Regions from separate parts of the Mus musculus genome. Here all the other regions are linked to region 1. The links are chromatin contacts, called in public Hi-C and HiChIP or PLAC-seq maps. All regions are on one chromosome and are shown on one strand. Each heading gives the region's core, a stretch centred on a gene start, on an enhancer-like site or on the middle of the called end of the contact. The rest is flanking DNA. Distances are from core to core; before and after follow the strand shown. Region 1 holds the start of Slit2 (slit guidance ligand 2). Region 2 has its middle 510 kb from the start of Slit2. Region 3 has its middle 460 kb from the start of Slit2. Region 4 holds the start of Pacrgl (PARK2 co-regulated-like). Region 5 has its middle 27 kb from the start of Pacrgl. Region 6 has its middle 300 kb from the start of Slit2.

Region 1 (4,679 bases), core at 711-3,210:
CGGCGCCACCTTGTTCAAGATCGACAACACTAACCCCAGCGATAGGGACAGTGTCTGCCAGCCAATGCCACTCATCTTCCCTAATAGACTCCTTGCTTTGAAGGACTTCTCTTGAGCTTTCGGTTGTGTAAAAACCGGGCAGTGTCCGAGGCCCAGTGCCTGGCGCTGGGCTTGCAGCCCACAGCACCCGGGGAGATGCTCACACAGTAATCTGGAACAGTGATATGGGGCAGGAGAGCTGACAGAAGCACAGGTCTTTCCTCTGCTCTTCAAGCCTTTCTAGCAGAGCAGAAGATCCGTGGGCAACTTCAAGTTCTGAATATCAATAGGCCCGACTCAGGCTGGGAGTAGACCCCGGAGCAGCTGTGAGGACAGTGCGCGACTTCAACTTGGCGGTAAAAGAGCTCCTACTTGCAGTGTCCGCGAAGATGCAGAGGCTGGTTGCTTGAGGACAAGGGAGGACTTCTGATCCCACGAACCCTCTAGCAAATCCGATTCCAGTGGAAAGAGTACAAGGCTGAGGAGGGAACTTAAACAGTAATGGTGGCCCTGATCAAAGTGGATTCCCCCGAAGCTAGAAGGCGCAAGGGCCTGGCAGGTCCAAAGCAGAGCCCTCGGAGAGACTGGTCATGGCGCGCGTGGGGGCGCACCGGGTATTCAGACAGCCTTGGGGGTGCCGGGCGGTGATGCGGGGCTCAGGGCTCAGCTCCCGGGGCCTCTCCACTCCTGCGGCACAGCAGCAGCCTCAACCGTCTTCTCCACTTCCCGACAGCCAAGGATGGCTTGCACACACACATGCACTTCACTGGAGGATATCTTGGCAATCCCGCCTCCCTCCCGGCGTCCTTGGCGACGCTCTGCACCAGGGCCTGCCCCTGAGGTCACACAGAGAGACAAAAGGGCAGTCGGACTGCTGCAGCCTTGCAGGAATATCCACTAGTCCTCACTCCTGCAGTGGGGAAAAATCCAGTAAGCCAAGTTGAGTAGGAAAGGTCCTCTAGCTTGGGCAAGATTTGCAGATAGGCGAGCCCAGAAGAGCAAAGCAAAGACTAGGTGTCCGCGATGCCAGTGCTGCTACTGTGCCCTGATGGATGACTACTAGGTAGAAGGCAGAAAGATGGGGATCTGCTACCCTGGCAGACCCCAGGCGACAACCGAATGGCAGTAGAGTGTGCGCGCTCTTGTCAGCCACTCTGGTCTCCGGGATACGCCGCAGCTCCGCAGCACACACCTGACGGCACAGGTAGAAGAAACAACAGCCAACAGCGACGTCCTGCTGTATGCAGCCTCTCAGCCACCCCTCGGGCAGCCCCTACAAGTGGGTCCTCAGCCTCAAAGTGCAGGAAGTTTCCCCAGGCGTTGGATCCGGTCACCCACTGTCACGGGAGGAGTCCAGCCGCAGACGTTGAGATGCCGCTTAGCCCCGGACGTTGCACCTGACTCGGCGACCACAGACTAGGCAGCGCTTGGCTTCCAGCCCCTTCCCCTCTCAGGGAGGCTTTCGGCACTCGCGGTTCCCGGGAGGAAAGTGGAGAGAGAGGGAAGGCGGAGACTGAGCAGGGACTGGCGCTCCAGAGCCCCAGGCAAGTGTCTAAACAATAGGACGGACTCCGCAGCCTAAGTCTCGCCTGGCTGCTGGAAGGTGGGTTGTTGTTGTAACTGGAGTTGTCCGCTCTGGCTGCTGGGCGCTGAGCGCAGCCAAACAAAAAGACCCCAGTCCGCGCCTCTGGAGTCGCCTGTGGGCCCCCGGGACGTCCCCTTTTTCTCCTCAGTACTCCCGCAGCCTCAGGAAAGCTCGGCAGCTCCGGCCTGCGCCCTGAAGCCTGGGCGCTCCCATCCCTCGCCGCCGCCGCCGCCTCCTTCTCCTCCTTTTTTTAAACCACCGTCTGCGGCAGCCACAGCCGCCGCCTCCTCCAGCCTCCGCCGTCCAGGCGCTCCGTAAATAAATAAGCCCAAGTCCGAAGTTAAAGCGGCCGCCGGTCTTTATATAGCAGCCGGAGCCCCCGCCCTTGGCTCCGCCCCCGCAAGCCTCGCCCCGCCCCCTGGCCGCGCGCGGAAAGCCTGCACCTCGCCCGGGAGAGGTGAGGCCCAGGCTGGCAGCTCCGGCTGCAGACAGCGGCGCGCGTTCCCGTACGCCCCTGCTCGCGCCCAGACTCCTAGGATCCAGCAAACTTGGCCACCAGAAAGAAGAGCTCGGGTCTCCTCCACACAACTCCTTGGCCTCAGAGCTGACCAGAGCCCAGAAACCGAGGTTCCCAGCGGGAGAACGAGGAGAGGGGCAGCTTTGAGGACAGCTCATAAATAAATGGAGAAGGCAGAGCCTCTGTTGTAGCTTTTTGAGTCGCGATCCTAAAGGGGACCGCTCTGGGCTTGCAACACTGAAAGAGAGAAAGAGAGAGACAGCGAGATTATGATTTTAAAATTAAAACAAAAACAAAACAAAACAAGAAAACTCTACTGAAATAGATCTGCCTCCGTGAGCGCGCATTTTATCCCCCCCCCCCCCCCCACACACACACATTTTGTTTGGGTGGCTTCAAAGTTTAGAGTTGTAGCAAGTTGGGAGTAGTGTTTTCAACCTTCTCTCTGGCCTTCCCATCCCTAAGCCACCGTCTTCGGTTAACCCTTTCTTTATAATCACTTACTTAAAAAACGCCATGGTGAGGGATTTGGTTGCGTGGGCACTATACAAACTCACACAACTCCAAGGGTTTGGATAGGTCCCTACGGTTTTACTCTCTTAGCTGGCAAAGGGAAGAGGAAGTAAATCCTAGCGATGCCCATTATACTAGAAGGCTTTCCTTAATTCAGTGCCTAACTGGACACCCCACCCCCATCCCCACCTCACCCCTACCCCCATCCCCATCCCCACCCCTGCACTGTTTTGAAAATGAATTTCCTCCTTCCTTCTTGTCTCTTCAGTGTGATGTCTGGCAGTAGTCAGCATCTCTCAGCAGACACCAACGCCGCTATAGGTTTGAAATAACAACTAAATGAGTCAGCTTCTTCCCTTGCTTTTAATTTCCTCATCTTCTTTGCCTGTAGTCACGTTCTACTTTGTGCCAGCCCCTACCATAAAGTCAGTTTTACAGTAAAGTATCATTCGTATAAAATATCTGACAAACCTTGACCGCGAAGTCGGCCCAGTTCTCTTTAGCATTTTTTGGCATTTAACAAGCTACCTGTAACTTAATAGGTTTCCTGATCAGTGTTTTATTTCATAAATATGAACCGTGAAATCCCTCCAACATCTTTATTTTTGCCTATTTAAAAAATTTTTTTTCAGGATATCTTTCTCAGGTCATTTTGCCTGCCACTGAGATCCAAAAGCCCTTCAGAAGATATTGTCAAAGACAGGCTGTCCCCTCATAAAGTAGATTGGAACTCTTGGTATTATTCATTTGAATGCCATTTATTTGTATGGCACCATTCTTAAAAAGACTTCAGAACATTTGACATTCATGCATTCATTTGTCCTTCTAGATTTTTGCTTAAAGGTCTGTTATATAACTAACTTCCTTGAAAAGAAAAGAGACACCATAGTCACGTCTCCTTATGACTTGAAACACAGAACACATGTCTGTTGCAAAACAAATCGTCACTGATGAAGGATTCCCCCAACTAGTGAATTTTCTTTATAATAATAAAGTATGTAATTTAGGCATGGTTTTTACATGCACTAACTCATTTGCTGTCTCAACTTTGACATGTCATTGGTAACATGATAAGTTTATCCACTACACGTGGTTTATTGTTTTATGTGCATTTTAATTGCAGAAATCTACATTCAAAATATTCATAAATAATACCACTGCAATTAGATGCAACAACATTCAGGTTTGAGTCTCTCTCTGTCTCTTTCTGTGTGTGTGTGTGTCTGTGTGTGTGTCTGTGTGTGTGTGTTTCTGTGTGTGTGTGTGTGTGTGTGTGTCTGTGTGTGTGTGTCTGTGTGTGTGTGTGTCTGTGTGTGTGTGTGTCTGTGTGTGTGTGTCTGTGTGTGTGTGTCTGTGTGTCTGTGTGTGTGTGTTAATATCCTTTCTGCATAAAATCAAGAGGAGATTACCATTCACACAAAATGTGCCTATGGAAAAACTTTTAATTAAATGAAAATTTATATTAGATATGACCAATGAATTTCTTCAAAAAAAAACAATGGTTTTAAGTAATTCTTGTTGTTTTTGAGCTAGTGAATTTTTTGTGTGTGTGTATCAACAACCTTCAATTCAGAAACAAACATGAATGACAAAGTAGCTTGAAAACAAAAGGCAGCATCACCCTGTCCTTTCTTCAATGCTACTGAAGGATGCTGTTGAAGGGCCTTACATGCATCCCAAACATTCACTTTCAAGGGTTCACTCTTCCTAGGTTTTGTTGCTCCCAAAGGAGTTCTGAGTTTCTCTTTGATTGTTGTAGCTAGCCCTAAGAAAGACCTCTGTGGTGCCTCCAGTCACCACACGAGGTCTCCAGAAATCCTGACCTGGATTAAGTAAGTGGAATCCACTACAGTCAGCATTCAAGTCTCCTATTCTTTTAAGAGGAAATCCCATTGGTGGAAGATTGCACGAATAATTTAGACACTATAAAAAAATACTTTTTAAAAAAAAGCGCAGTGTTAGATCAAAGCTTTGCGATGCTGGGGCGTATGGGAAAGGGGAGTAAGGAAAGGAAATTGCCGTAGA
Region 2 (4,679 bases), core at 869-3,368, 510 kb after region 1:
AGATGTTGCCTTTGAGCTGTCTCCCTTTAATTTTGTTTTGTTTAGAAATGGCAGTGAAGGCTTACTCTGTATAATGTCATTACTGATGAGTTACTGAGATGAGCAATTTTAATCAGAGAATTCGATATTTTAATTCAGGTATTATTTGCAAAAGGCTATAAAGGAGGTGATTGAATTTCATAGAATTCTTCTAAATTTAACGTAAGCTCTGCAGTTTAAAACACAGACTAGGACAGTCAAGGCACAGCACTCTTCTTCAACTCTGGACTTTGCTTTTCTCTTTCCTCTCAATGTATGGAAGATACTGGTGATGCGATGTGACTTTAAAATAATTTAGAAAATAACCAGAACCAAAATGCGAGTGCATTAGTTTTTATTCCTTATACTTTTCTACAAAACCCACAAGTCTAAGTGTTATTATGTCTCTTTAGGACAGAACTGAAGGTGGCTGAGAACAATAGGGTTTAGATTTGCTAAGAAAACCTGGTTCAGGGGGCACAAGCAACCTGTACCTGCTCTCAGGGTATTAAATGGAAGATGTTTGAGGTCAGATCTTTGTGTCTCCAAAATTCATTCTCTTGCTCCAAAAACCTCCAGGTTCCTTCTTTACCACCTCCATGGGGATATACAAGTCAGTCATGTCTGTGACAAAGGACATAGACAATCTGTGGTGAGCTCTTTTCCAAGAAATATTTGGGTAGAGGAAGATTCGCTTTTCTCCAGGCATGACTGGTCTTTGACAACTTGTGGAACTGAATTTTATAAAATAGCCTATTAAGTTTCACTTTCATATATTTACATAGTTAGGACAAAGTCTCATTTGGGAGTCCTGACAATGAGTATGTAGATCCGTCTCCCATGTAAATTCCATTCTCATGTGTTTGTCTTTCTCTCCTAGCTTCTTTGAAAATACCCTTATCCAGTGACTGCTGTGGGGAAGTTCCATGAATGAGGGAAAAATCCTGCCTCCTTTAGCTTATTGTGTGGAGACAACACAGACAAGTTAATTAATATGTTAAAATATGGATGCCTTCACATTTTAATTTGAATATCCAAGACTATAGCAAGTTGAACTGATCCATCATTATTGTATGTAAAATACTCTGATACAAAATAAAGGTCGCAGTGCAGGGCAAGTCTGCTGCTCATACAATTTTAGGTAGATAGATTTGGAAAGAGAACATTAGCAGATCTTGCTCCACTTATGACAGGGGAAATGAGTGTAAAACACCTACTTTCCCCCCTGCTTTTATAGACAGATAAGGAGGAATGAATGGAAGGAAGAAGAAAGAGAAAATATGAAGAAATGGGAGAATGCATGTCCCAGATACTTCTGGTAGAGAAATTTCACATAACCAAATCCTGTCTTAAATGGCTTTTATGTTTTCTAACAAGAAAGGTAATGGACAGAGGGCAGACAGGTGCTAATGGACACAAAAGCATGACCAGTTTAAAACTCATGGATCTGTAAGAAGGTTGCACATACATTTCCTGGTAAGGATCCACTTCCCTTGGAGGTGTGTCTATCTTCTTATTTGAGGATTTGTGTAAGAAAGCCAGCCAATGGTTGCCAATCACTGCAGGTTACATAAATGAACTCATTCTCTGGATATACTCATGTTTCACATTGTTTTTCCTTTCCCTACTCCAAAAGTCCTCAGGATTTCTCATCCAATTCTTTGCCTTGGCTATGTTTATTCTTGTACTTCCTCTTTGGTGTGTGTCCAAACCTCAGGCTAACTTAGAAGAGGCCACACTGTTTAGATATTATTCATTTCTTGAAGTGACTCAGGGATGAAAGTGCCTTTTCTCTGTCGGAAGTGGTAGGAGAATAACATTTGATCCAGGGCTCGAACTATTGAAGGTTACTGGAGCATTGCAGAAAACTGAGTGTGTGTAAGCCCTCCTCATTTGAGCAAAGTGGAAGTGATCTCGTGCCTGCAAGAAAATCATCTCACTCCCCTGTTCTCTGTTACCCGATCTTGTTCTATTTTTCCCTTGGTGTATTGAGATTGAGTATTGAATTTGTTGAGCACGACTCCTCAAACACAATGAACCTCTCTCCTGCAATGTGTTAATGCTTCCAAAGCAGCCACGTCAGAGCAATATCAAATGTCATTACATAGTACATGAAGTGTCAGGGAAACAGTGGGATGACCTCACCGCTCATACACAGAAGGGTCCTGGATTAGATGGCAGTTTAATTCTCACATGTGGCTGAGATTAGAGTACTTTTGTGCCCTCCTGAATGCACACATATGTTGCTTGGTAACAGAATTATGGAGGTCATAGTCATTATAGCATGGTTTTCTTCCACATGTTGTGCACTACAAATCTTTAAAATTATTCATTTTTTCCAATTTTCAGTACATTTATTCATTTTCTCAAAGATTTTCTTACCTATAGTTGATTCTAGTTCAAAAAAATAAAGCATAGTGATTTCAGGCAACATAAACCAGCTGATATGATGCCTTCAACATACATACAGTAGAAGTCTTCCAGGTTTGTGTTCATTCAGAGATGATGCACCTAACCCTCAAGAGACTGGAGGCCCTAGGGGGTTTAGAGGTCAGGTGGGGTGGGGGGTGGGGACATCCACGTGGAAACAGGAGGTTGTGGGGTGAGGTATGGGATGTGGAACAGACAGAGGGTGAATTGGAGAGGGAATAAAATATGAAGTGTAAATATAAATTAATTAAAATTTAAAATGACAGTTATAAAATAAATAAATTCTTAAAAATTAAAAAAGCATAATGATTTCTGTTCTGGTCAACATTTAATCATCCTATTCAAAAGGGCACGTTGAGAACAAGTGAAAAAACGCATCTCTAGATACTACACTTAAGTCATCATCCAAAAGAGCCACATTTATTTTTCTAGTAAGGTAATGGACTAAATCCACAGCTCTTCAGGACCTGAGAAGTGGGAACTAAAGATTTCCTTATCTGTCTCACATGGCAAGCATTTAACAGATCAGCTGGCTAAATGTCCTACCCCATCCTGCACGCGTCCTTCCAAAATGCCAAGTAGATTTGTGTAGGTATAGTTGTTGCAAAGCTCCTATTTAAAGTTAGCATCTGAATATGTTCACATTATTGACCAGTATTTCCTGCCTATAACTGACATAAACACCCAGTTACACAATCAAATTCTGTTATCCAGCCAGCTTCTCAGTTTGTGAACAATGAATAAGATGAATTGCACTTTGGTGTGAGCTTGCTCTTATACCATTTCCCCAGTTACCACCTCTCACCTGGCATTAATTTGGAGCCCACTTCCTCAAAATGTGGAATATTTTGCTTTTTGTCCTCAATGTTTTTTTCAAGATATTACACATGCAGAGTACATTGTCTCATATTTTTTGTGAAAAGCGTTTTTATAATGTTTATGCAAAGAATGTGACTCATATTTTCCATCATCTAACATTTCAACAAATATGTGTACTTAGTATATGCAATTAAAAAATACTTACTTCCTTTGCATTGGTAAGCAAGGAGATTGGTAGACTGTACAGAGTGAAACACTCATCTCACATCTATCCCTACAGAACTTAACGTCTGGTTCCAAGTTTTCCTGGGTGACGTTAAGCCATTTTATTTTCCAAGCTCTGTAAATATTTCAAATAATGAAACTCACTCCCAGAACCCGACTGTGAGCATTTGACTATTTAAGCTGCAGAAAGTACTGAGCAATCAATGATAAAAAGATGCCTGTTGTAGTGTCCTGCATGACAACATTCTCTGGCATCAGCAACAATGTTTCATTCTTCAAATTTGCAATTTGCAGTGTCTAAACTAGTGTCTAAACTAGTATTATAACCTTGGAACACAAAGAAACAAGACACATGTTTTGAAACCTATCACCAGTCTTTCCTTAATCCAGACCTCAATATGTCTTCCTCTCTGCAGACAGAATATATTTTACGAGATATCATACTGGGTAAAGCACAAGAGAAAGATCTTCTTAACTCAAAATGGTCATATCCCATGATGAAGGCGGTAGTACTCACTACAGTGCTCCCTGGAATAAGTGATAGTTCTGACACTTGAATGCTTTTTTATATCTGCTGGTCAGTAGTGTGCAAGTCTAAGTATTTCACATGTGCTATCAAATTCTACTCTGAAACACCGCAAAGATTCACAACTAACATGATGTCAATGTGAAAAGCAGACAAAAATAAACAAGGAGGTAGATGAGGTCACAAAGAGATTGTCACCCATGAAAAGTGGAATTAACACTTTAACCAAGCAAATCTGATTCTAGACACTTTAACTACATCATTTTTTGAGACTTATACATGCCCCCAAAGATGTGACTTTCGACTTCTCAGCTGCTTGTTCCAAGAAATTTGTAGTACAAAGCATACAGTAGGCTCTTGGTAAAAACTTATGAAGTCTCAGAGGGCATTAAGCATTTAGTCCTCTGAATCAATCTCATCAAATATACAGGTTATTTTGAAATACAAATAAGAATAATAGAATATGTTTGGAAATGAGTTTAATATGGACCAGTTGAAAGCATAGAACCTTGAATTTATACCACAATTAATCTCTATACTCCATACTTTCATTCTCACGATAGTTTGGCCTAAAGAAATTTGTAGAATGAAAAATACAGCTCACGTTTATACTGTGTCCATTGTTGATTGCCACTGACTTATACACCCCCAAAGGAAGAAG
Region 3 (4,679 bases), core at 1,352-3,851, 460 kb after region 1:
CATGCAAATACAATTTGTGCAATACTTGATACTTTAAAGGAATTGATCAGAAATAAGATTGTATAAAGTCAATCACTTTCTCAGAAGAATGGTGATCTTGAGGGATTTGTAAGGGACACACTAAGCATTAGGACCCTCTATCACAATTACCTAAGGACAGTTAACCTATAGGTTGATGGTATTTAGTGATGTATTAATGGCTGGCTGTTCTTTCATGTCTATTAAGGAATGGTTTTGGAGAATTTCCATTTTGAACATCCAACCACACATTTGTTGAATTATATCTTTTTAATTAGAGGTCATAACACAGTAATTCTATATGTATATCTTATCTAAGGTATATCCTCACTAGTTAGACTATCACAAAACATTTCCTGACAGTTTTGGAGAAAGTAATGACTATCATATTTATAACCTTAACCATGTTATGATCAGTGTGTGGGGTGTGTGTGTTTGTGTGTGTATGTATGTATGTATGTATGTATGTATGTATGTATGTATGTATGTTAATCTTAGCAGATGTGGAGTCTTTTTAATTTACCAAGGTTTGATTACAGACTTATATCTGAAGAGAAAATGCCAGAGACGTATTTTGGATTTCTAAGATTGCAAAATGTTCCAGAAGCTGCTGTCCATTATTTATGGGTAGATTTTGTCAAAGCCAATCACAAATTTGATATTGTAAGGAAGGGGCTGTCAGGAAATTTGTGAAGCAGTAAGAATGTTACATTATACCCCTTCAGTATCAATTCATGAAAAAGGAAGTCATGACAGTTGAACTAACTAGGCAATAGAGGTAGATCCTGATATGAGATCCTGAAGAATATGCAAGAACCAGATGAGTATTTGTGAATACATGATCAGTGTCTTATTTTCCAAGAAGCCAGAGCACGGAAGTTTATAGAAGCACTGATTTATGTCTCATGAAGTTTAGAAACATGTGATTATATACTTGGTGCCTTTTATCTTACAATGAGTGGAAAGTAGAATTTGAAGAAAATTCTAGTAGATATCCCTAGTTTTATAGTGTTATATTGGTTATAGTTTTGAATATCTCATCTTGAAGAAAATTCTAGTAGATACCCCTAGTTTTATAGTGTTATATTGGTTATAGTTTTGAATATCTCATCTTCTATCTATCTATCTATCTATCTATCTATCTATCTATCTATCTTCTATCTCTTCCTCCCTCCATTATTTTTTGGTATCTCTCACTAAACTATACACTAAAATATGAGCCCAAATGGGATCCTAGAGAATTTATACTATGTAATTACACAGAATATTGGGAAATGCTGTCATTTCCTTTTTGCATATTCATTAAGTTTACTTTAACACATTCATCTCCACAACAATCCTTAGAAATGACCCCATTAATCCTTTTTTAGATTTTAAAAAAAACATGTGAGTATTTGGTAATTCCCTAAAGAGCTGAGATTATTCTGTTCTTGTCTGTATTTTACACTTAGGTTTTATTGGTTATAATTTAACCCTGGTCACTAGGACTTTCAGCAATGGCAGTATTATTTCTTCTTTATCTATTATCTATACAGTAATATATCTACAAGGTATGTGGTACTGTTGAGGATAGTTGCTCATGGGAAAGTTTTATTCATGTTCATTTAAGGTCAAAATAGATATATGTAATCCATTTGTTTCTGCATTTTTCTCAAAATAGAACTTTAAAAAGAGAAGAATTTGTACTGTCTTTATAACTTGAAGGACTCCAGCTCATCTTCACATGTCAGAGATGGTAGTGGTGGCTTCCTAGGATGAAGCTGTACAGCAGGTTTCTGTTGCATGATAATGGGATCAGAAACATCAGACAGAAGAGCAGTAATCATAAGCCTTATACATGGGGCCTTAAGTCTGCCAATGAGGCCTCGCTTCATAGGCAAATGATTTTACAACCTACTTAAGCAGAGCTACCATCTAGAGCTTGACAACTTATACACAGGGGTCTGTGGAAGACATTTTTCATTCGAGCCTTCACAAATCATCTATGTGGCTTCTGTATTTGACAGCAAAAATCCTGGTTTCTGTGTAGATCCACTGATCTTCTTCAGCAAAGATTCTGTCTGTGAAGCAGTTGCTCTAGCTTTCAGCAGGAGCTTTCATTCTTCACACACTTAGAAATAAGAATACACGTAAGCCTTTAGATTCAGAACAATGTCTAATGGGAACTGCCAAAGCTGCCACCCCCTTGCCTCTGTGAAAACAGTATACAGTGTATGTTCAAAGACTTAAATAGCTCCTTAAGACACTTGGTCCCTCCCCTCTGATGGGAACTAGCCAACTCTACCTTATTATGTCCTGAGATTTGTAAAAGACAGTGTTTGAATAATATGACCACATGAGTAAAGAAAGATACAAAGAGAGAAGTGAAAAATAATTTGAAATGCACTGGGAGTCATGAAGGGTTTACATTTTCTATCAGCACTTCAAGTCACTGAGGATGTAACTGGAAGCCTTTAGGGAGCATCCTCAATCTCTACTTGTCATCTCTGAACTGGAACAGACACTGGGTCAGCCTACTTCAGAACCTTTGCTGAGTTTTTGTTGACCACAGATGAAGTGCTGCATGAGAAAGGAATGTGTGAGCCGCGATGTGCTACAAAAGTGTGGATTATTATTCATTTGTTGCCACAGCAACTGCAGGGCATCTCTGTGGCAACAGAACAGCTACTGAAAAGCAGTGATTTTTTTAAAGTATTGTTAGAATTGAAATACATAATACTTTCGCACCCTGAAACCCTGGTACTGATATTTCTCACATGTTCTCTGCACTTCTATCAAAGATGTGTTACATATCCATATCAGCGAATTTCAAAATACAGAAACACATAAAAACACTGCTGTCCTGCAATATGTCCTTTTAATGTTCAGTCAGTTTAATGTCTGTAAATATATTATATAGGGAGATAGAACATCTATTTTCCAAAACATATTACGTGTTCTCTTTTTAATTCATTTTCTCATGAGTAGTATAAATGTTTTGTTTAGTTTATTAAACAATTTTGCAAGTATTTTAGGAATTGCTAAATATACTATCATAGGAATATATAATGATATTTTAACAAAATACCTACATATTTTCTCTATTTACTATCATATCTGTGCCTGTCTGTCTGCCTATCTGTGTGGACATCTCTGTGCCTATTGTTTTTTCCTGTTTTTCTCGTACATTATTGAAACAATACTACAACAAAATCACTTTTTAAAATGTAAAAATCTTGCTCTCAAGTGATGCTATTTCTCCTGATCCTGAATGGAAGAAAAGAGATGATGTTTGAACCAAATGTTCAAAACTGAACTTTCAACTAGAGGGCTGTTGTAAATATCCATTTGACTAACAAGATACCAAATTCCTTCTGTGGGGATGATTTATTGCTTCACTCTCACTCTTACTATGTGGGGGGTTGATGTGAATTTATGTCTTTGTCCCAGTCTGTGTTCGCACATTTCAGATGGCCTTTATAACCACAGACTATTTGCATTGCAGTTATAGGTAAGGTTCAGAAATTGGAGCCGGGTAGTCTTCTGCCAGGCCCATCAGATGTAAGAAGATTGCCATGCATCATCTCAGGAAATATGCATCAAATAAACTCGGAGAGACCAAATTCTGCTGAGTACTCTACTGTAATATAAAACAATGCCTAAAAAAGTGGATCCCACTACAGGGAGGCTATGGAAATAGGATATTTTACAAACATAATAACTGGTATTTGATCCACGTACAAGAGTGTAGAAGGAAGAACAAAGGCAAAATCTAGATTAGATGCTTCTTTCTTAATGTAAACTTCTGTTGTCTAACATTCTACAGGGATAGAATTAAACAAGACCCACAGAAACATATGAAGGAGGAAGCAAAGACGGGGTCTTAGCTATGCATAAAAAGGTGAACTTATCTTACATGTATTTTTTATTGAAGTCTACATAAAATATATAGTATGTTTCCTTTAAGATATTGCCAGCTGCATGACTCATCACTTCCTATAGTTTCTCATGTGAACTGAACAATGGACTAGAGAGATCTGAAGACATTTGGAAGTGCTGCATCATGATGACTGGTATGGGAGGGACACATAGCTTAAAAGCATTTGCTATATATTTTTCTATTTAGTTATTTTATAATTATTACTTATATGCCCCCCCAGAAAACAAAGTCCTACACAAAAATCATTAAGCTAAGACTTAAATATAGATGTATTTGATACATTAATCAAAAAAACTTATAGAAAATCACATGCCTCCTCTATCCATGTGCTTTTATTGGAGATAAAGTTATCTCTGTATATCTGAGTCTATGAATCAAAACTAGATGTCCTAATCAGTTTCAGATCTGCATGTCAAATCTCTATTCCAAGCAAAATCAAGATGTTGAAAAGTCAAGAAATGTTCTCACTATGGGCTAAATTGTGTTCCACCAGAAGTCATATGTTGAAGTCTGAATTTGAATGCATTGATATTGGGACTTCAGGGCATTGCAGATTAATTCAAATTGCATTAAGTTTTGAGTATGAGAGTATCATAATGGGATTAGTGCAATTGTATAAAAGATTAATACACTGCACTCCAGGAAAAGTAGATGCTAATGAAGAAACTGCCTTTTCTTTTGGGTATCTTCCTAAGAAACTTGTACTACAGATTAGCTAAAAAACAGAGAATTTGGGACCATC
Region 4 (4,679 bases), core at 947-3,446, 390 kb before region 1:
TCCTTTTATAAGAAGTAGACAATGTACTGCCTGAGGAAACTGCACTCACAGGGTTAATGGTTTTAGGGTTGAGCTTATCACTTGGCCGAGGACGAGCCCTTCTTGCAGCCTCTGGAGAACTGGTTAATGAGGAGGATTTGCTCCGCTGAACCGTAGTCCTGTGTTTCATTTGTGTGCTTGAGGATGTACGTTGATCATTACTACCTAAAACGAAACTAGCAGAACATCAGTACAAAAGAGGGAATGCAACAGAAACTGATCCTGCATCCACACGGAACACAGACTGCACTGTGAACTAACAAGCCTGGGGTCTCCCTTTGCAAAAAGGAAACCTCTGTACCTGTCGCTCTGTTTCTCAACTGCACACCTCCAGAGCACTCTGATCTCTGCATAGCTTCTCCTTCACCCCTGCAGTTAAAGAAAACAATTTCAGAATCTGTTGATCTTCCAAAAATGAATACAGTTATATACAGATGTGGGTGTGGAGGCCCAAGGTTACCATCTTTTTCAATAGCTCCCTTCCTATGTATTGGGACAGGATCTCTCACTGAGCCCAGAGCTCCCCTTATTGGCTAATATGGCCGGTCAGCTTGTGCCAGGAATCCCCTTGTCAGTGTCTCACATGTGCTGGGATGACAGGCAAATCACCACCTAGGCTCTTAACCGATGCTGTGTGATCAGATTCCTTACCAGCTGAGCCATCTCGTTGGCCCTACTTTCTATTTTAAATCAGTTTCAAAGCCACTGAATCTCTTCACTTGAAACGCTTTTAAACATCCTAGAAAACAGAGCTTCCATTAAGCATTCGAGGTAGTTTGCATCATGTGTCTGTACACATGAACATTACTGTCAGCAAGTGACTGTAGTCATGGAGACCAGAGGCTGACACTGGCTGTCTTCTGCTATTGCTCTCAATCATTTTGGGAACCAGGATATCTCACTGAGCCTAGGGGTTCAACTCAGTTGGTCTGCAAGCCTCTAGGATCTTTCCAAAATACTAAATGTTTGCTTTTTAATCAGAGTCCCATTACATAGAATTTGCTATGTAGCCCAGAGTGGCCTTGAGCTTAGAGCGATCTACCTGCCTATGTCTCTGGAGTTCAGGAGCCCTTAAAGGCATGTGACAGCATATCTGGCAAAAATAATCTTTAACTGCTAAACATATCACTCTTTACTTTAAAAGACAACACAAGTATATTTGGTTTAAAACAATAATATCCACCTGAGTGAATATTATTCCATCACTGACAAGCATGGCCTCATATATTTTATGGAAAAGGCTTACTTCCTCCTTAGACTACTTTGGTCTTTAAATGACTTGAAGTAGGTAGTTCGGTATAGCAGTGACTAAAGGAAATAAAAAGGTGAAAAACACGCTGCTATAAATGCTACCAAGTCACCCCTCATTTCTTCCCTAGAGTTCCACATAGACAAACCAGAAACCCACTTAATGTGGAAGGCTTACATTATGTCACAATGTCAGAGGCGTAAACAACAAACACAACACAGCTTTCATTGGCGTCTCTGCCTACAAGGGGCTGGCGGCACCTGTATATGCTAGGAAATCCATACTATCTTTGCTTTACACATACCAAATTTCAGTAGCCACTAGTGTTAAGATCAGGGCACTGATCGCCAACTTTCTTCTATTCTCTAATTAGAAACCTAGAAAGTTCCAAAAGTTCCAAAAAGTTTTTTTAAAAGTCGCTCAGCTAACGAAGCTGTTGCCCAACTGCAAAGGCGCTTCCAACTGTAACAGCCAAACTCATCCTCTTGTTTAGCATGAGGTAAAATCTGCTTTCCATCTTTCAATCACCCCATCACCATATCAACCCACTTCGCAGCACCTAAGTTCAATTTAGCTCCAGGGTGTTATTAATTACTAAAAACGAGGAAGTGCATAGACACCGTTGGGGGTTGGGGGGGGGGGTGGATAGATACGCGCGGATTCCAGCTACAGAGAACTCAAGCCAAGTTCCCGGAGCCACTGTGCTCTAGGGACCTTAGCAACAAGCTCCGGCGGCTCCAGCCACCGGAAGCCGGCGTGAGAGAGCCCCACACCGAGGCTCCGGCCTCTGGTGCCCGCTCCTACCGCCTCTCCCGCCGCCACCGGCGCTCGCCGCCGCCCTCGTGGGGCTCCCCTCCGGCTCTCCGCACCAAAGCCCTCTGCTACAGCTGCAGGCAGCGGTGATTCAGGAAACCAACTTCAAGTAGCATAGACATCCGGCGCCGCACAGTGACGTCATACGCGCGCCGCTAATGCTAGTCCAATTATAGGGAGACTATAGCGACGCTCAGGAGGTTGCCTGGCAACTGGGGGGCGTTCCAATGGTCACTGTCCATAAGGCTCACCTGTGGACCTTCTCAGGTGACAACAGAGCCCTGGGAAGACCTTAAAGGAAGTTTACGTTTTAGTTTTCGGAGAAAAGACGCTGATTCGCTCTAGTTCTCCGGTCCTGCATCTCTCCAGTCTACGTGCTTAACTCATAGCTTCTCAGGACTATTTAATGTCCTCCAACATGATTGACTGCCTTAGGTCCTGACAGCCATGGGCTTCTTTTAGCTTCCTGTCAGGCTAATTCCTTTCCTTACCATTTCATATGCTCTTAACATTCAACTGCAGAATGCTCTAATTTTATAGTATATAATTATAACATAATTTTAATTTTACAATACTCTAATCTTATAGCTACAAACATTATTTTGTCCTTCATTACTTTCAAGAAATTGGTGTTGGGGCGGGGGGGGGGGTGTGTTCCTTTGCAATTCCATCAGCAATAATTTCGGTAATATCTGTTAAATGATCAAATTCTTTTAGACCTTTCTACTTCACTCTTCTCTAGAAATCTCTTTGTTAAGCCTAAAGTCTTAGCTATTTCCTCAAGTGTGGGGTAGAAGTTTCATGTTTTATTTCAGACCTTAGACCATGTATGATACACAAAATTTTCCAGTTCTTTATTTTAAAAAAATGACCACAAATTATGTAAACCTCCCTTAATTCTAAATAAGACTTTTCTGCTTTATGTTTTTGGTTTATAAAAACCTTGTCAGGGCATCATTCAAAAGTGATGAGTGCTTTCTGGGCCATCCTAGTTTGAGGAGCTTCTAGGAAATCCACGTGAGACTGACTAGAAGGCAGCTGGATAGACCAGATAGAGGTTTGGAAAGAGGTCTAAACCGAGGTGTGGATTTTAGGACCAAAAGCATGTGGGTGATGATAACCAGGAACATGAGGTGAGGTGCAAGTGTTTCTAGAACACTAGAGTGTATGAGAAGCCCCTTCTCGTCTTATTTTAGATATAAGGGAATACTTTATTTTATATAAGAAAATAAAGGGATGAGGTAGGGGTGCCATGTGTATCTACCAATATGGAAAAAAATCTGAAACCACAGAATAGTGTAAGTTCTTTTTGCTGCCACAGACCCACTCTGAAATTTTTAGCTCTGTCTGAGGGTCATTGGTGTGAACCATATCAACTTGCTCTTTATTTTTGGCTTTTATTTGGATTTACTTAGTGAAGAATATTAATAAAAGATTGGGAATTATTGGAGAGTAAAATATTGATTTTTCTACTTTCTTGATCACTGTTCTGCTGTTGTGAAGAGACAACATGACCAAGACATCTCTTATCCAAAAAAAAAAAAAAAGCATTTAATTGGGGACTTGCTTACAGTTTCATTATCATCCATTATCATCATTGAAGGTAGCACACGAGCATGCAAGACACTGGAACATAGTTTAGTGGTTCATCGTGATCCACAGGCTGGAGCAAGAAATATTGGGCCAGGTATGGGTTTTTAAAAGGCTCAAAGTCCAATCCTTAGTTATACACTTCCTCTAACAAGGCCACATCTCCTAATTCTTCTAATACTACTGAAGAGTTCCACTCCCTGGTTACTAAACATTCAAATAAAGGAGCCTGTGATTCGGGCATTCTCATTCAACTTCATTTTGTAATTCTTTTTGCTGCTTCAGACTCACTCTGTCATTTTTAGTACTGTTTGCTCTTGGAAAGCTTGTTGGTATGAATCTTATCAACTGGCTGTTAATTTTTGACTTTTGTTTGAATTTAGCTATTGGAAAATATAAATAAATATTTGGATATTGTAAGTGGATAATGCTAATAAATAACTAATAAATTCTAATAAGTATTCCACTCCCTTGCTGCCATAGACTTGTAGTCATATAATGCCAAAAATGTACTCAGATCAACTTCAAAAGTCTCCATAGTCTATAACATCTCAACATTGTTTAAAAGGCTAAAGTTCAAAGTCTCTTCTGAGATTCAAGGCAATCTCTGTGATCCCTCATGAAACCGAAATTAAAAAAAAAAAGTATGTGATCACATACAGTGGGACAGAATATACATCAAATTACAAAGGGGGGGGAAATGAAGCATAGTGAGGAAAAACTGGACCAAAGCAAGACAGAAAACCAGCAGGGCAAATGTGAAACTCTGATTCGCCATGTCTGATGTCAAAATGTTCTTCAGATCACTTCAGCCTTGTTGACTACAACACACTCCTTTCTCTTGGCTGGTTCCCCCCCCACCCCCCATGTCCCCTGATCTGCAGCTCTCTTTGGTAGGTATCCAATGAATGGCATCTCCAAAGTCTTGGGGTTTCCAACACAATACAGGCATCAACTTTGTGGCTAAATATAATGGCTTCTCTGGGCC
Region 5 (4,679 bases), core at 1,386-3,885, 360 kb before region 1:
ATGCCAGGGCAGGAAGACAGGAGTGGGTGCACTCTCATAGAGGCAGGGGAGAGGAAATAGGGGAGGTTCCGAAGGGGAGACCTGGCAAGGGGAAAACATTTGAAATGTAGAGAAAGAAAATAATCCAATAAAAAAAAAAGAGTCTTAAGAAGAAAGATTGAGCTGGAGGCAAACCTTGTAGGGATTTTCTTAATAATTTCTTAATTAAGTGATTGATGTTGGAAAGCCCAGTCCATTATGGAAACCATCACCTCTAGGCTGGTGGGCCTGGGTACTGTAAGAAAGCATGCTGAGCCGGGCAGTGGTGGTGGAATACGCCTTTAATCCCAGCACTTGGGAGGTAGAGGCAGGTGGAATTCTAGTTCGAGGACAACCTGGTCTACAAAGTGAGTTCCAGGACAGCCAGGACTATACAGAGAAACCCTGTCTCAAAAAATTAAATAAATAAATAAATAAATAAGAAAGGAAACGATGCCGAGCAAACCAATAAGGAGCACTTCTCCCTGGTCTCTGCATCAGCTCTTACCTCAAGATCCTGACCTTAAATTTGTGTCCCGACTTCCACCAGCGATGGACTGTGATGTAGAAGTGCAAGTAAAACAAACCCTTTCTGCCCTCACAGGGCGAGCAATAGAAAACCTACGGCAATGCCTTTTTAATGGTTGGGATATGTGATGCTAGCTCCCTTACCCAAGTGCTGATAAAGTGCCTGTTTTTGCTGAGTCCTAGGGCATAAGCAGGCTCTGCTGCATTGGGCTGTATTGCTTCAGCTGTACAATGCAGCCAACCCAATGATGTCTGAAGGCTGTCCATCGCTGGACTTGTTGGTTAGAGCCATGCATTCATCATACAAACGCATGATGAACAGGTTTCCAAACCTCCTTCTTTCTTTTCCCAAATCCTTCTTCTTTTCTTCTGTGAACTTTTTGATGTGATGATCATTTCACTGGCTCAAAGTCATTGAACTTCCTGCATTCAGATGTTTGGTCAAGCATTATTCTGGATGTTTCTATGAGGACGTTTCAGCGAAGTTTACAATCAATAGGTACAGGAAAGAAATGTAGACCTTCTTATTGTGGGTGGGACTTGCACAATTAGCTGAAGTGCTTAAAGGAAGAGAGAAATGAGTTTCCACAGAGCAATAAGAACTTCTGAAGCTGAGAGTCACACTCTGAATGCAGAGACATATTCTGCATTGTTAGTTCTTCCTTGGGCTCTCTCTCTCTCTCCCCCCTGTCTCTCTCTGTCTCTCTCTCTCTTCTGTCTTTATCTCTGTCTTTCTGTCTCTGTCTTTCTGTCTCTGTCTTTCTGTCTCTGTCACTGTCTCTCTCTCTCTGTCTTGTCTCTCTGTCTCTGTCTCTCTGTCTGTCCCCTTCTTTCCCTCTCATTTAACTCCCCTTCCCTCTATCCCTTCCTCCCTTTTTACTGTTTCTGAGACAAGAGACTTAACTACATTGCCTAGGTTAACCTTGATGACCTAGGCTCAAGAGATCCTTATGCCTTAACTTCCTAAGTAGATGAAACACAACTGTGAAACACACACATCACAAATACCCATGGTGGGGCCTGTGGCAGGCAGCACCAATGTCCTATGAAAAAGTTCTTCCGTGATTCTATCCTCCACCATTCTTTTACAGTTTTTAAGTAATTAAGAATATTTTATTTGCATTGATGGGTACTTTTCCTGCATAAGTGAGGGTGTCTGATCCCCCAAAACTAGAGTTGCAGACAGTTGTGAGCTGTCATGTGGGTGCTGCAATTTGAACCTGGGTCCTCCGGAAGAACAGCCAGAGCTCTTAACCACTGAACCATTTCCCCACTCACCACCCCACAATCCACTTTTAATGCCAGACTATCTGCAACATTAATTCCTACTTGGAGGCAGGAACAGACTTTAATCTTTGACCCTTATGAGAATCTAAAGAGCCCAGTGCTAGGTATAAGTTAAGCCATTTAAAGAAGACAGAATGAAGGAAAATGATGAAGTTTGCTCCATCAGTGTTATGCATACATTTGCTACCTACAGTGAATAAAGTTAGTTACAACCTTATTGTCTTCACTAAAATGATAGCCCAGCACTTTGTAAAGAAAGCAATTCTTGTTTTTATCCCTTTGTTCTATGTGGATTTCACTTGACATGATTGAGACATGACTGAATAGGACACTTGAAATAAATTTAATTATAATTGATTTACTCACATTTTATTATTTTGTTTGAGATTTTTTTCAAGAATTAAGACTTCAAAACTGGGTAGATAAAACACACAGAGACTTGTATTTCTCCTTTTGGTCAAAAAGGAAAGGGATGATTCAAACCCTTAGTCAAATTTTCTAATGGCCACTAGATGGCACTAAATAACTAGTTCTCATACTTCTGCCTGCAGCATTCCTGCTTTAACTGGTTTCCATTGTCAGCTGGCAAATTGCAGAAAAGAAAAATATAAAAGCTATTTGCTGGAGATTTTGAACAAGATAGAGGTTTCATTAGCGGGGAACAGAACACATTTTGTAATTCAATTGCTAGCAAAATGATCGTCTTTATTGTTATATATTTGTACAGTTTAAAAGCAGGAAATAGGATCAGCACAGAAACACATAGGAAAATGTGGTAAGGCTAAATGCAGTAGGCACTAGCTGGGAATGTTTATCTTGACCAAAGAGGGAGGGCAGGCAAATGAGTAGGAGATAAAATGTCTGCTGAGACATTTTGAAAGATACTTTTAACCTCATATAATAGACTGCTTGTTCTTATATCATACCTGGGCTCAAGAATACCAGTAGGGCTTAGATTCCAGGAAAAGTGCTTTCTGCTTTAGATTTTTTTCTTTCTTTTTTTTAATTGAAGTTAAAGAGAGCGTGTTCCACTAAGAACGTTTGTTTGAAGACCCAGCAGTTGAATTTGATCACTAGTTGGCACTGTGGGCTACATTAAATATTAGATTCTTGAACACTCAGTTTCTGTTTGTCATAGTCTTTCAGTGTTGCAAGTTAGAGCAATACGGGCAATCACTTGATCTATGAATAGCAGCATGCTATTGTTTTTTAAAGTTTAGAGGCAGAATTCTGACATCAAAACACATCAGGTAGAATCTTGGGTCAGCAGACAAGAATATAAACTGGTCCAAAGAATCAGTGTAGGCCTTATCTTCTAAAGCCCTACAGAGAGGAGTGTTAAAGCCCACAAGTACTGAGCAACGTGTTCTTAGGCATTGAAAACTTGTTCAAACAAAGGAAGGATTTGTTAGTATTGAATCAAGTATTTTTCCAAAGTGAAAAGTGCTAACTAGTGATTCAAATTTAAGAGCATAAAAAAATAAGATTCATCTATGCTTTTGTAGATAAGTTACAAAAATCATTAACAATCAGAGTGAGTGAGCATAATGGCCTGGTCCAGTCAGTCCCTATTGGGTCACTTGAAGCCTCCCTGCGCTCTGATAATCCAGGGAGTTCACGTTCAGGCTTTAGGAGACGCCAGTGTTTCAGAGCATTTTGAGCAATAGAATCTTCAGTTCACAACTTTCACCTATCCAGGGGATTTGACCTAGAGCCTCAGAGAGCTCAACACAGACCACAGGAGCTACCCACTCCAGGATTTGTTCTTCTTTTTAAGTCAATACCTCCCAGTCTTCTTTGCCTTTGCAGTGATGGCCCGCTATCCCCTCCGGGAGATAACTCTGGAGGGAAATAAGCGAGCAGCGTGAGGTTTAGTGTGATGGCTGCCACTCTTCAGGACCATTCTCCCTCCAGGTAGTAATGAGGAAAGAGTTTTACAGGACATTTAGCGATGGCACCTGGGGAGTCTGAAAGGGTTAATTTCTCTCTTTAGACAGTTCTTCTCTTCTCGGAGCCACTTCTAGGAGGAAATCTCTTTTCTTCAGGAAAAGATGAAGCTGAGGGCTGTAGCCAGGAGGTGAGGGAAAGGTGCACGGCTAAAGCTGTTAAAAGCCAGACAAAAAAAATAAGATTCCAAAGCCCTCAATAAATCAAAGGTAAAGCCTTTTAAACATAGTGATATGTGGCAGATGGCACATAGAAGAATCAATATTCTGAGTTCTTTAGGGAGAGAACTTAATTCATTCAATGCTCGTGTAGCATCTGATACAGAGATTTGTACATAGTTAGCATCTACAAAATATTTGTTGAACTGTAGTGAGTTGGGCACAAACATACACACACACACATCTATACACCCAGGAAATCAGATACACACATATTGAGACAGTTGCTCACGCTCCCATTTAGTCAGATGACAGCTATCCTTGCTTAATTTCCAGGCCCGTTTTGTTCATCTCTCATCTCAAGGGTTTAACCTTGAGTTTGGATTAAATAAGTGAATAATGATACTTAAGGTTAAGTATTTTTGACGGTGTAAGGAAAATGACAGGCTACTTCCGCTTCAAAGGACCTTTCTGTAGGGTGAACAACTCTTTCCAAGTGGCCATTCTCAGAACAGCCTGACCAAGATATCCCCTGAAGTTGAGAACTTCATGAACTCATGAAGAGCGCCAGCTTTTGTGTGCTTGATTTAAAACACCTGATACAACTGTCTCCTGAGAGGCTCTGCCAGATCCTGACCAATATAGAAGCAGATGCTCTCAGCCAACCACTGGACTGAGCATAGGGGCACCAGTGGAGGAGTTAGGGGAAGGACTTAAGGAGCTGAAGGGGCCTAATCTGGC
Region 6 (4,679 bases), core at 652-3,151, 300 kb after region 1:
TCACATTTTCTTGAGCAACAAACACACCCTTTTCATAACAATGCACCTCAAAGCCTGTTGGCACCTGTATCATCCTGTAGATTCAGCCCACTTCAAACAATGGAAATACGTTGTTCCCCTAACAGCTTCCCTAGAATGCCCCATGTGTATTCAAACTTGTTCCCAGGCATGTCTAGAACTGGACGGTATGATCCCTATCTCCCGTAGACTGGTGCTAGATGCACACACATTAGGACAAATCTGTGTGCTTTGAGTAAGCGTTAAGGGAGTATCACTTGTCATCTTATGAATATGTATGATTGGGATACATATTAAGAAAACCAAATGCAACATGGGACAGATCATGCACAATACAAAAATAAATCTCACAAAATGCAAGTTTGTGAGTCAAAGTAGACAATGACCCAATTGGTGTCCTTTGCATCCACCTCTTCCTTCTTTTGGGTCCCATGTAAGCAAATACACAGGGCAATAGGATCTTTGAATACTATCTAATTCCATGTCCTCCTTTCCATTTTAGCAGTGTGTCTGATACTTGTAAGTTTACTTTGTTTGTAATAAAACTTCTTTGTGCTTTTTTTTTCAGTGTGTATTTTCCCAATTTTTTGAATATGAGCCCAAGAACCTGGACTCACCCAATTCAATCAATTGTCTCCAGTAACAACCTCAAAACCTAAGTCCTAGTAAAATTATAGCCTTCCAGAAAAATTGTATTCCAATTTTCATCGTGGTCATTTGTGGCTATCATTGATATTTCTCCCCCCCCCTCTTAATTTTTCTCACGCTGTTATAATACCTGACAGAAATGGATTAAAGAAGAAGGCATCTGTTATGGAACATCTCAAGCTTATTCCTCTTTCTATGCTGAATTTTTGTTCTATATTTGCAAGCAAATTATTAAAAGGGTTGAGGGTAAGTTAAAATAATGCACACCTTATATTTGTTCCCTGCTGCATAATGTCTGATGGGGAGAGACTGAATCAGATTTCAAGCTCCATTTTGCTTTGATAGGGTATTCTTGTTCACCACCCAACTAGCATAATCATAAGTAAAGACCTGATCTTTGGAAGTCAATTCACTCTGTGAATAAAACCAGAAGATGGTTTCATCTCACTGGCTATCAGAATACAGTAAGTACACCTCACACAATGCTGAGTGAAACAGGCAGGTTGCCATTAAGAACCTCTTTTAGAAATGGGTAAGATTTTCCAATGGGAATATATGTATATATATATATATATATATATATATATATATATATATATATATACATATATATATATATACATATATATGTATATATATATATATGTGTGTGTGTGTGTGTGTGTGTGTGTGTGTATATGTATGTGTGTGTGTTTGTGTGTGTGTATATATTTCATATTTGTATAATTGTAGGCATAAGAGTCAAAATTTAAGTGACATTTATGACTTGGACATTTTATTTATTTATTTAATTTTTGCCAGTGATAAATGGTAAAATTTCTATCAGGACTTATTTTGCTTTGGCTACACTCACTGAGTTGCTAGCACAATCCTAGTTGTTTGAATGGCAATCTGCCCATCATAATATTTTTCTATCCTTCTCATAGTATGGTTCCAAATTAGTACACTTTATGAATGGTTGAATATTTCTACATATTTTGTGATTGTGAGCATGACTATATGTGTTCATATTTATATGCAGATATATGAATCTTGACATGATCTTATATGAATACAAGTCTGGGGTTATTAATACTTTACAGATGGAGGACAACACAACACAACACAATAGGGCAAGATATTACTCTTCTCCACCTTGGAGGTTTCCTAAGACTTCTAGGTCGTCTAGTCACAACAGTAGTCTCAGCAATTTCCCAGCTTTTTAGCAGCACCAGTAGTTTTCCATGTGAGTCACCTCAGTCTCTAGAGTAAAGTAACAAGGGAAAGGCTGTGTCTTCAAAGGTTTTTAAGAGTACCACATTCTCAGCAGAGCCTGGTTAATAAGTCTAGAGAAATTCTAGCACCGAGGTAGATGGAACTGGCTGTAAGATGCTACTCTTTCTGCTTTGCAGTTTGTGACTGCCCACACCAAGACTTGGGGGAAATGGCCTGGCAAAAAATCCTTGCTTAACACATTCCAGAGAACTGCTTAGAGGGATTGTGAGGACAAAAGGCCTGGGAAATTTTGAGTATAATTTCTCATGTTAAATAGAACAAGAAAAGAAAGAGAGCACACGCCTTCAAGCAAGCTACTCAATAATTAAAGCCGAATGAGAATTTCATTCATGCATTGAAAAAATATTTGTTAATTGTCTGTTTTGTGCCCAGCCCTCAATTAGACACAGAAAAGTACACACACAGTCAGTTCTTCTATAGCTGAATTTGTAGCATAAGAAATTTAAGAAGTCCCATAGCTCCAGGGGGAGAGAAAGCAAGTAGTGGAGTAGGGAAAGGGAAACTGAAAAGAACCAAGACCACAAGCTGGGGAACCATGTGAAGTCAGAATGAAGCATAGGACAGCACCCTGGGACTGGGGGAAGGTAGTGGCTTGAGGGAGGAAGCAAGGTTATCAGCATAGTTGAAAATGAATAAGCAAAGGCTGTGTGGTTGGGCTAAGGCTAGTGTCTGTCTGATGTGGCCTGGAGGAGATGCAGAACTTTCTCATTTGTAAATGAGAACCATTTTGCAGCTATTTCCTGTAATTATCCATCAGCCTTGGGACCTGCTGTGGAGTGTGATTCAAACAAGCTGCTTAAGTGACATCCCTGTCCACCCTCCCTTCCCTTCCCTCCCTTCCTTTCCCCTTCTCTTCCTTCTTATGTCCTCTCCCCTCCTCTCCCCTCCCCTCCCCTTCCCCTTCCCCTCCCCTCCTCTCCCCTCCCTTCCCATTCCCCCTCCCCATCCCCCTCCCCTTCCCCTTCTTCCTTCCCCTTCCCCTTCCCCTTCTTCCTTCCCCTTCCCCTTCCCTCCCCTCCCCTCCTCTTCTCTCCCTCTCCTCTCCTCTCCTCTCCTCTCCTCTCCTCTCCTCTCCTCTCCTCTCCTCTCCTCTCCTCTCCTCTCCTCTCCTCTCCTCTCCTCTCCTCTTCTCTTCTCTTCTCTTCTCTTCCTCTCCTGGGAACAAGAGAATAGCAGGTAAATACCTGCAAACTGATTTTCCTGCTTCACTTTTGGGTTATTCTGTGTCCAGCTGGATCTATATGGAACCAGAAAAAAAAATCATCATTTGTTTTCCTCATCATCTAGACAGGGCTCTCCTTGCCCCGGTTGTTCTTTTACTGCTCTTCTGCGATGGGAAAGCTTATCTAGATTTGACTCCTTCACAGCAATATGATGAAGTCTTTCACTAAGGAAGTATCCAGAACCTAGACAGGTCACAATCCTGAGCAGCTGTCCAGGGAGCCTAAGCATGAGCAATATCACAGTCAGCTAATGGATGGATCACAGGGCTCCCAATGGAGGAGCTAGAGAAAGTACCCAAGGAGCAAAAGGGATCTGCAACCCTATAGGTGGAACAACATTATGAACTAACCAGTACCCCGGAGCTCTTGACTCTAGCTGCATATGTATCAAAAGATGGCCTAGTCGGCCATCACTGGAAAGAGAGGCCCATTGGACATGCAAACTGTATATGCCCCAGTACAGGGGAACGCCAGGGCCAAAAAGGGGGAGTGGGTGGGTAGGGGAGTGGGGGTGGGTGGGTATGGGGGACTTTTGGTATAGCATTGGAAATGTAAATGAGCTAAATACCTAATAAAAAATGGAAAAAAAGAGAAATATTTGTAAATAATATCCATTAGACCACTAAAAAAAAAAACAAAAAAACAAACAAACAAACAAAAGAATCTGCTAGACATCAGTGTTTGAAAAAATATCCAAGTGCAAGACTGGATAGACCACACCATTAACACCTGGAATGATGGGTGCAGGTATGGGTTTTAGGGTTACCATTTCATCCTAGGGCAATATTTCATGTAAGGGCATACATTGAACAGACCTGCTTATCTCTGACCTAGGTTCAGTTTATAAAAACAGACCTGTGTGATCAGTCAAAACTCTTTTATTGGTAAAATGATCATTTCACAATTCCCAGAGTCTCTCATACTCTATTTCTAAGCCTGAATTGAAAATCTAGCAGAGTGCTTTTTAAAATCCCAAGGCAAAGACAGAATGGAAAAGATCTGATTACAATCTCTTTTCTCTCAAAGAATAAGGCAATTTATTTTTAAAGAAAGCAATACTTTAGTTAATAAATATTTATATTCATAGAGGCGCTGCCTAGATAGTTTCAACTTAGATTTTAGTTGGAATTTGGTGAGAAACTTTCCAGACTTTACCCAAAGTGAACTTGCTCTAAAAATTTCATCATTCTACAGTATTTAATTTCTGTATTAGCAAATTAACAAATAGGACATCAGTTCTCAATAAAATGACCTCTCACCCATGCAATATAACCTGCAACATGTGGAAACTAGATTTTATGCTTTTTCATTCAGACCCATTCTCTGGTGTTCTCTGCACGGAGCTAAGTGAGGCTGACATGTCTAAGCTGTGACAAAGGGCTCCTTTGCCTCTGATTTCCCTGTGATTTGCTATGGACAGGACTGGAGTAGGTGACAGGTAAGAAGAAGACGGTGGCACTGGTGTCTTGCTGTGACCTCAGTCATGTCTCCAAGGACTCAGCGACCAGCATATGA

What was found. A called contact is a pair of places that touch in the nucleus more often than the background predicts. HiChIP or PLAC-seq counts read pairs in DNA pulled down with a chosen protein or histone mark.
Region 2: an HNF4G HiChIP or PLAC-seq map of pancreatic cancer cells shows a contact between it and region 1. The contact joins the enhancer-like site here to the promoter of Slit2 in region 1. A contact is called at or near these places in 9 of 39 promoter capture datasets (the 3T3-L1 cell line, 3T3-L1-derived adipocytes, the SN4741 cell line and 5 more), 4 of 484 Hi-C or Micro-C datasets (adipose-derived mesenchymal stem cells, embryonic fibroblasts, nephron progenitors and 1 more), 8 of 115 datasets of contacts at active chromatin or transcription factors (the NIH/3T3 cell line, craniofacial prominence, embryonic forebrain and 4 more) and 4 of 9 other capture datasets (adipose tissue, embryonic stem cells, liver and 1 more).
Region 3: a contact with region 1 is called in an H3K27ac HiChIP or PLAC-seq map of the NIH/3T3 cell line, with 8 times the contacts expected there. The contact joins the enhancer-like site here to the promoter of Slit2 in region 1. A contact is called at or near these places in 6 of 39 promoter capture datasets (the 3T3-L1 cell line, 3T3-L1-derived adipocytes, frontonasal cranial neural crest and 2 more), 4 of 484 Hi-C or Micro-C datasets (cerebral cortex, cortical neurons and embryonic fibroblasts), 3 of 115 datasets of contacts at active chromatin or transcription factors (the NIH/3T3 cell line, forebrain and neural tube) and 1 of 9 other capture datasets (adipose tissue).
Region 4: a contact with region 1 is called in an H3K4me3 HiChIP or PLAC-seq map of neural tube, with 3 times the contacts expected there. The contact joins the promoter of Pacrgl here to the promoter of Slit2 in region 1. A contact is called at or near these places in 3 of 39 promoter capture datasets (cranial neural crest, embryonic stem cells and liver), 2 of 484 Hi-C or Micro-C datasets (both in embryonic stem cells), 1 of 115 datasets of contacts at active chromatin or transcription factors (neural tube) and 1 of 9 other capture datasets (adipose tissue).
Region 5: a contact with region 1 is called in a Hi-C map of the N1E-115 cell line, with 6 times the contacts expected there. The contact joins the enhancer-like site here to the promoter of Slit2 in region 1. A contact is called at or near these places in 7 of 39 promoter capture datasets (the 3T3-L1 cell line, cranial neural crest, embryonic stem cells and 2 more), 14 of 484 Hi-C or Micro-C datasets (the C2C12 cell line, the N1E-115 cell line, adipose-derived mesenchymal stem cells and 5 more), 8 of 115 datasets of contacts at active chromatin or transcription factors (astrocytes, embryonic hindbrain, embryonic stem cells and 3 more) and 1 of 9 other capture datasets (adipose tissue).
Region 6: an H3K4me3 HiChIP or PLAC-seq map of craniofacial prominence shows a contact between it and region 1, with 3 times the contacts expected there. The contact joins the enhancer-like site here to the promoter of Slit2 in region 1. A contact is called at or near these places in 3 of 39 promoter capture datasets (the 3T3-L1 cell line and 3T3-L1-derived adipocytes), 1 of 484 Hi-C or Micro-C datasets (nephron progenitors), 2 of 115 datasets of contacts at active chromatin or transcription factors (craniofacial prominence and embryonic stem cells) and 3 of 9 other capture datasets (adipose tissue, liver and pancreatic islet).

What each region holds. Positions count from the first base shown.
Region 1 is chr5:47,980,436-47,985,114 of GRCm38.p6, reverse strand. Slit2 (slit guidance ligand 2) reads right to left here and starts at 1,960. Exons shown (of 36, transcript NM_178804.5): 1 at 1-1,960. The coding sequence starts at 75.
Region 2 is chr5:47,469,665-47,474,343 of GRCm38.p6, reverse strand. No RefSeq gene overlaps it. Among named protein-coding and RNA genes, the nearest start is that of Slit2, 510 kb to the left of the region's middle. Within about 2 kb of position 2,118, at least 43 of the 459 cell types and tissues checked have an H3K27ac peak or open chromatin away from gene starts, as enhancers often do. A contact at or near this core is called in the NIH/3T3 cell line, the SN4741 cell line, adipose-derived mesenchymal stem cells and 3 more, where this site is marked.
Region 3 is chr5:47,520,288-47,524,966 of GRCm38.p6, reverse strand. No RefSeq gene overlaps it. Among named protein-coding and RNA genes, the nearest start is that of Slit2, 460 kb to the left of the region's middle. Within about 2 kb of position 2,601, at least 16 of the 459 cell types and tissues checked have an H3K27ac peak or open chromatin away from gene starts, as enhancers often do. A contact at or near this core is called in the NIH/3T3 cell line, cortical neurons and hippocampal neurons, where this site is marked.
Region 4 is chr5:48,369,909-48,374,587 of GRCm38.p6, reverse strand. It overlaps Pacrgl (PARK2 co-regulated-like), which reads right to left and starts at 2,196. Exons shown (of 9, transcript NM_025755.3): 1 at 2,093-2,196; 2 at 341-408; 3 at 50-204. The coding sequence starts at 392.
Region 5 is chr5:48,343,542-48,348,220 of GRCm38.p6, reverse strand. No RefSeq gene overlaps it. Among named protein-coding and RNA genes, the nearest start is that of Pacrgl, 27 kb to the left of the region's middle. Within about 2 kb of position 2,635, at least 19 of the 459 cell types and tissues checked have an H3K27ac peak or open chromatin away from gene starts, as enhancers often do. A contact at or near this core is called in the N1E-115 cell line and hippocampal neurons, where this site is marked.
Region 6 is chr5:47,684,788-47,689,466 of GRCm38.p6, reverse strand. No RefSeq gene overlaps it. Among named protein-coding and RNA genes, the nearest start is that of Slit2, 300 kb to the left of the region's middle. Within about 2 kb of position 1,901, at least 10 of the 459 cell types and tissues checked have an H3K27ac peak or open chromatin away from gene starts, as enhancers often do. A contact at or near this core is called in craniofacial prominence, where this site is marked.